2 separate regions of the Sus scrofa genome follow, and region 2 is linked to region 1. Evidence: chromatin contacts called from public HiChIP or PLAC-seq data. All regions are on one chromosome and are shown on one strand. Each heading gives the region's core, a stretch centred on a gene start, on an enhancer-like site or on the middle of the called end of the contact. The rest is flanking DNA. Distances are from core to core; before and after follow the strand shown.

Region 1 (3,046 bases), core at 177-2,676:
ACACTTCAGAATAAATCAATGGAAATGGGAGCATGGGAATGCTTCCCAATTACCTCGATGTTTTTTCTTTGGGTCCTCCAATGGAATAGGTTTCTTAGACACAGCATCTTTTACAGCTTGCCTTAGTTTCCTCTGTTCTTTTCGGTATTTCTTCTGAGTGCTTTGTTGTTTAAGTTGTTTGTTTTTTAGTTTGTTTTCAAGCTTGACTTTACTAGTTTTTAGCAATTTCCGAAAGCTTGGGACCTGTTTTTTATTTCGTCTCTAGAAAAAAACAAAAGGACCACTGTATATGCAGAAATTTAAATTACTTTATTTTAAAAATCAGATTAAAGAGAATTGATTTTAAATTTCATTAGACCAATTCCACAATTTTAACATCTCCCAGCCATAGGCCTTGCATATAAGAGCTAAAACCAAACTGTGGCATTAATCCTACAGAATGGCACTAGATCGTCAGTTATTCAGCTGCAGGTTCTTCCTGTGACCAGAATCCACAGCTGCTCAAAAGAGTCTAAGACTCCAAAAAAGGTGAAGAACCACTGAGCTAGTGGTAAAGGGTTACTCAAGGATAGCTGAACATCTGTAGTTTGGCATATTAAGAGCAAAATGCCAGGTGTCTTTAGCAATAACAACTGCCATTTACATATCACTTTACTGTTCACAAAGTGCTCTAACATATTACCCCCAACAGCCTAATTAAGTAATGATTGCTGTTTTCCTCGTATTTTGATGAAGCTACGTCTTAAAGAGATTAGGAGACTTGTCAAAGACCTTTAAACTAAGGAAAGCAAAACTGAGCTTCGGTATGCGGATCACAACTTTCTTGAAGGTCATTGTATCAAAATTCACTTGCTTCCTATTCCCTTACCCTTTACGGGGAAAAGGGGGGCCGGGGGTCTTATCTCAGGTCCCACGACACATAAGCTCATTGAAGACAGGACCTCGCTTGCCATCTGTAAAATAACATGTTCCAAAGATAGTCTCGAAGGACCATTCAAGTGTGACATCCTGCGAATACAAGATTCCGTGCTAGTCTCACTGTGGCCCCCAACAGCCAAGAGCGCACAGTGGGCGATGAAGAAGGAGCCAGGTCTATGGGCGGGGAAGCTGACAGCGCATAAAGAGTCAGAAAGAAGCCCCTAATCTAGGCCACCAAACCCCACACAAGGGCAAAAACCCGTCGAAAAGCTACAGTAAGCCGCGCCTCTGTGAGCCAAAGGGGCCCTAAACCGCGAGCTTCTAAAGACACTTACAGCCTTCATCCTTAAGTCTGCACGGAATCCCGGCCAGACAAATTCGCCAAGAGCAAAGGTAATCCAGGAATTCCAAAGGGGCGACACACGTGCAAAACAAGCAACACCGTCGGCCGGAAGCTGCCGCTAGCCGTCCGCCTCTTCCGCCGCCGGAAATGGAGGCGGGACTTCCGCAGACAGGTGAGGGCGCGCGCCCTCTCGCGGTGACGTCCTCAAAGGCCCTGGGCCGGATCCGCCCCGGCGTGCACGCGCATGGGCATGCCCGCAACCCTGAATCGTCAAAGGTGGGAGGTGGGAGGTGGGAGGTGGGAGGTGGGAGGTGGGAGGTGGGAGGTGGGAGGTGGGTGGTGGGTGGTGGGAGTTACTTTACAGTGTCTGAATCTTTGACTCCTACACTATTTCCTTGAAATTCTTCATGAAATCAAGCGCCTACTCTCAGGACGAAAGGACGTGACTTTTTTCAATCACCTTCCTGCAGTTTGTACCTCTCCTCATATTTAGCTTGTTGGAGGATGTAGCTCGCCTCATCTTTCTGTTATAGATACTAATTTTTGCACTCAGCGTTTCTTCCGTGATGTCGTGAGGACAGAGAAGAGCTTATTCCTCATGGGTATTACCCTACTCTCGCCTAGCCCTCAACGTTTGTGGAATGGCTAATGATTTCTCATGACCTTCTGGCACTCAAAAGTCTGATTATTAATAATTTATTTTGAAACTCTTTTCGCCTTCATTTTAACCATTGTCTGAAAAAGAGTTGTATCAGTGAGATTCATCTGCATTTCATTATTTTGCAACTCTTACTTTTCTGTAAGTTCGACTGTCTGCTTAGTAGTTGCACCAAAGGCATTAGTTTTAGCAGGAAGAGTTATGCATTACAAGAATAAGAATATGTTTTTCAAAATGATTGTTTCTCACGTACTTTTTTTTCATGAATAAATTTAAGAATTCCACTTCAGGTAAATTTAAAAAGGGGGGGGGGCGGTTCTTGAGCATATCCCTGACACTGAGCCTGGTCTAGCAGTCCTGAGCCAGGAGGGAAAGCCAGCAGAGGCTCAAAAGATTCTGAGCTCCCTAGTGGGTGTTGATCTTAAAGAGACTGAGAAGAAACCTGCCAGTCTCTGGATCCCACATCAAAGACCAAGAATCCTATCTTGTCCAGAACTCTTCCTTCCTTCCCTTCCAACTTCCCCAATTTCCCCATTGCTCTCTCTTCACACACACTCTCAGAAAACAGCAGAACCTGTCCCACTGGAGTATTATTTCATCAAACAAATTGAAAACATTAGCCTGTGCTCTTCCCAAGTGTTTGGATTCCTTCCCACACATAGCAAATTATCTGTAGTCACTCCCATCCCGTCGGCCTTCCTTCCAATCTCATCACTGCTGAGGCATCCCCATTTCAGTTCAAAACCAACTTCTTCCAGCTCCATCAGACTCCTGTATCACTAATCATCCATTCTCTCCTGTATTCTGTCCCTCCCTGACGGATCTTTCCTTTTGGCTGGTAAACATATTCAAAGCTCTTCCATCCTTAACTTTTTTTTTCAATACCCCATCTCCTTTTAATTGCTGTTGTATTTTCCTCTTTCCCTGCTTGTCTTTACTTCCAAAAAAACCTATTTTTCTTCTGATGTCTCCACTTCCTTGTAACTGTTATCACAGCCCGAGCCTGTGTTAGCTTTTTTAAGAATTAAGTCATACTCTTGGCCCATTTTAAGTTTTTAATCAACTAAAATCTTTGGATCATTTTGAAGCAACTGTTGCCAAACTCAGTCTCTCCCATCTCAATTTTG
Region 2 (3,046 bases), core at 327-2,826, 72 kb after region 1:
TCATCCTCCTTCTTGTGTGCTTCCTTTCCTCTGTCACTCTTTCCCTTCTTCTCTTTCTTCCTTCCTTTCATTTTTTTCTAGCTTTCCTGGAGGTGTAATTTTTGTAATATTTTTAAATATTTCTCAGTGCACTTGCTTGCGTGGCTACTGAGGAGAAGTTGAATGTAATTCATATCTTTGGGATAGGAAGTATTTTTTTTAAACTTCCGGCTTTTTTCAAGATTTTTTTTTTTTTTTTTTTTTTTTGTCGTTGATTTTCTACAGTTTAAAATGATATGGCTGGGTGTAATTTTTTGGGCATTTATCCTAGTTGGTGTTCTGAACTTCCTGGATCTGTGGTTTGGTATTGACATTAATTTGTAGAAATTCCTTGTTATCATTGCTTCAGCTATTGCTTTTGCTCCTTTTCCTCTCCTTCTTTTGATACTCCCATTACCCATATATTGGTAGTTGTCCTGTAGTACTGAGATATTCTGTTCAGTGTTTCTTAGACTTTGTTCTCTTTGTTTTTCAGTTTTGGAGGTTTCTAATGAGAGATCCTCTAGTTTCTAATGAGAGATCCTCTAGCATTTTTTCCCTCAGCTGTTTGCAGTCTGCTAATGAGCCCATCAAAGGCATGGTTCATTTTTGTTGTAGGGGTTTTTTAAATGTATTTATTTTTTCTTTTTTTAACAATAATTTTTATTTTTTCCATTATAGCTGATTTACAGTGTTCTGTCAGTTTTCTACTGCACAGAAAGGTGACCCGGTACATGTGTACATTCTTTTTTCTCACATTATGGTTTTTTTTTAATCTCTAGCATTTCTTTTTCATTCTTTCTTAGAATTTTCATTTGTCTGCCTATATTATTCATCAGTTCTTGCATGCTGTCTACTTTTTCCATTAAAGCCTTTAGCATATTAATTATAGTATTTAAAAATCCCTGCTTTACTAATGTTGACATTTCTAACATATCTGACTGGTTCTGATGCGTGGTCAGTCTCTACTCTTTTTTTTTTTTTTTTTTACTTTTTAATATGTCTTGTAATTTTCTGTTGAAGAGTGGATGTGATGTGCTGGATAAGAGGAACTTTAGTAAATAGACCATTAGTAATATAGTGATAATGTCGGGGGGAGGAAAATTGTTGTATATTCCTGTGATTAGTTCCCAGTCTTGGTGATCCTGTGGCCCTGGACTGTGAACTTCACCAGTGCTTCTCAGTCTCCCTCCCTACTTAGGTGGGAGAGGATAGCTAGAGTGGGCTGGAGTTGGGCACTTTCCTTTCCCTGGGAAGCTTAGGCTCTGATAAAACCCCAACAGATTAGGCTCTAGTGAAATAGTTTCTCCTTTGTTAACGAAATGCTCTAGTGTATTTCAAAATAGTTCCTTTTCTCTTTCTGCTGGAAGCACATGGGTTTTTTTTGTTTTTGTTTTTATTTATTTATTTTTTTCTCTGACCATCACTGTCAGGGCCTGATGAGAGTTCCAGAGGTAAAGCTTGCAAAGGTGTGTGGGACTGGGTTCTCTTGGAGTTTTAGCTCTCAGACCTGTTCACATTGAGCCTCCAGCAGTTCGTCAATTACAGTTCCTATTTTTCTACCCTGGCAGTGGTTTCCACAGACATTTCGTCATAGATTTCTACTCTGGTAAGTTGTGATTCTCTATATTCATTTATCTGTTTCTCATTTTGGGGGCAGCAGTTTTCCCTGTGACCTCTTGTCTCTGAGGAATCTAAGAAGAGTTATTTGTTTGTTTTAATTTGTTCAGCTTTTTACTTATTAAATGGGTTGGTAACTTGTAAGCTTTTTATGTGCTGGAGCAGAAACTAGGAGTTCAAATGCTAGTATTTTTTTTTTTTTTGCTTTCTTTTTTTTTTTTCTTTTTTTCTTTTTAGGGCTGCACCTTCAGCATATGGAAATTCCCTGGGCGAGGGTTGAATTGGAGCCGTAGCTGCCATCCAAGTCCACAGTCACGACAGCACTGAATCTGAGCCACATCAGCAACCTACTGCTGCCTCTTACAGTAACACGGGATCCTTAACCCGCTGAGTGAGGCCAGGGATCAAACCCCCATCCTCATGGATACTAGTCAGTTTCTTAACCCACTGAGCCACAATGGGAATTCCAACCTCCATTTTCATTTGATATACTGGTCTGTAATTTTCTTTTAGTATCTGATTTTGGTGTTGGGATAATGCTGGAATCACTAGGTGAATTGAGAGCTGTTTCTTCTTCTCTATTACAAAAGAATTTGTGTAGATAGTATTTTTTTTCTTCCTTAAATGATTGATAGAACTTGGCAGTGAAATTATCTAAGCCAGGGTTTCTTGACCTCAGCACTGTTGACATTTTGGGTCATGTAATTTTTCTTGGGTGGAAAGGTGGATTCCTGTGCAGAGTAGGATTGAGCAGCATTCCTGGCCTCTGCCGAGTAAATGCCAGTAGCCTCCCTTCACAGTTGTGGCAATCATAAATGTCTCTAGATTTTTGCCAGACATTCCCTGGGGCCAAAGTTGACTTCACTTGAGAATTACTGACATAAACCAAGAATGCTCAGTTTTTTGTTGTTGTTGTTGAATAGCTTTTTAATTATAAATTTAACATTTTAATTGATAGAGGGCTGTGACATCTTCTCTTTCTTCTTGAGTCAGTTTTGGTTTACTTATGTCTTTCAAGAGTTTTTTTTTTTTTTTTGTCTTTTAGGGCTGCACTCACGGCATATGGAGGTTCCCAGACCAGGGGTCCAATTGGAGCTGTAGCTGCTGGCCTACACCATAGCCACAGCAACGCCAGATCCTTAACCCACTGAGTGAGGCCAGGGATTGAACCCACGTCCTCATAGATGCTAGTCAGGTTCATTAACCGTTGAGCCACAACGGGAACTTCCTTTTGAGAGATTTTTACATTTCATCTATGTTGTTGGATTTATTGGAATAAAATTGTTAATATTCTCTTATCCTTTTAATGTCTACTAGTCATGTGACATGGACAAAGATTATGTTTCATACATTCCTGATTTTAGTAATTTGTGTTTTCTTTTTTCTTAATTTTATCAGAAGATTATCA

The links. HiChIP or PLAC-seq counts read pairs in DNA pulled down with a chosen protein or histone mark.
Region 2: an H3K27ac HiChIP or PLAC-seq map of alveolar macrophages shows a contact between it and region 1. The contact joins the enhancer-like site here to the promoter of TBC1D12 in region 1. A contact is called at or near these places in 11 of 47 Hi-C or Micro-C datasets (embryonic fibroblasts, epiblast stem cells, fibroblasts and 5 more) and 1 of 2 datasets of contacts at active chromatin or transcription factors (alveolar macrophages).

Annotation. Positions count from the first base shown.
Region 1 is chr14:105,804,958-105,808,003 of Sscrofa11.1, forward strand. TBC1D12 (TBC1 domain family member 12) reads left to right here and starts at 1,427. Exons shown (of 13, transcript XM_005657433.3): 1 at 1,427-1,537. The coding sequence starts at 1,506. It overlaps NOC3L (NOC3 like DNA replication regulator), which reads right to left and starts at 1,351. Exons shown (of 21, transcript NM_001144115.1): 1 at 1,254-1,351; 2 at 54-261. The coding sequence starts at 1,262.
Region 2 is chr14:105,877,060-105,880,105 of Sscrofa11.1, forward strand. The region is part of intron 2 of TBC1D12 (TBC1 domain family member 12); the gene reads left to right. Among named protein-coding and RNA genes, the nearest start is that of TBC1D12, 72 kb to the left of the region's middle. Within about 2 kb of position 1,577, at least 2 of the 83 cell types and tissues checked have an H3K27ac peak or open chromatin away from gene starts, as enhancers often do. A contact at or near this core is called in alveolar macrophages, where this site is marked.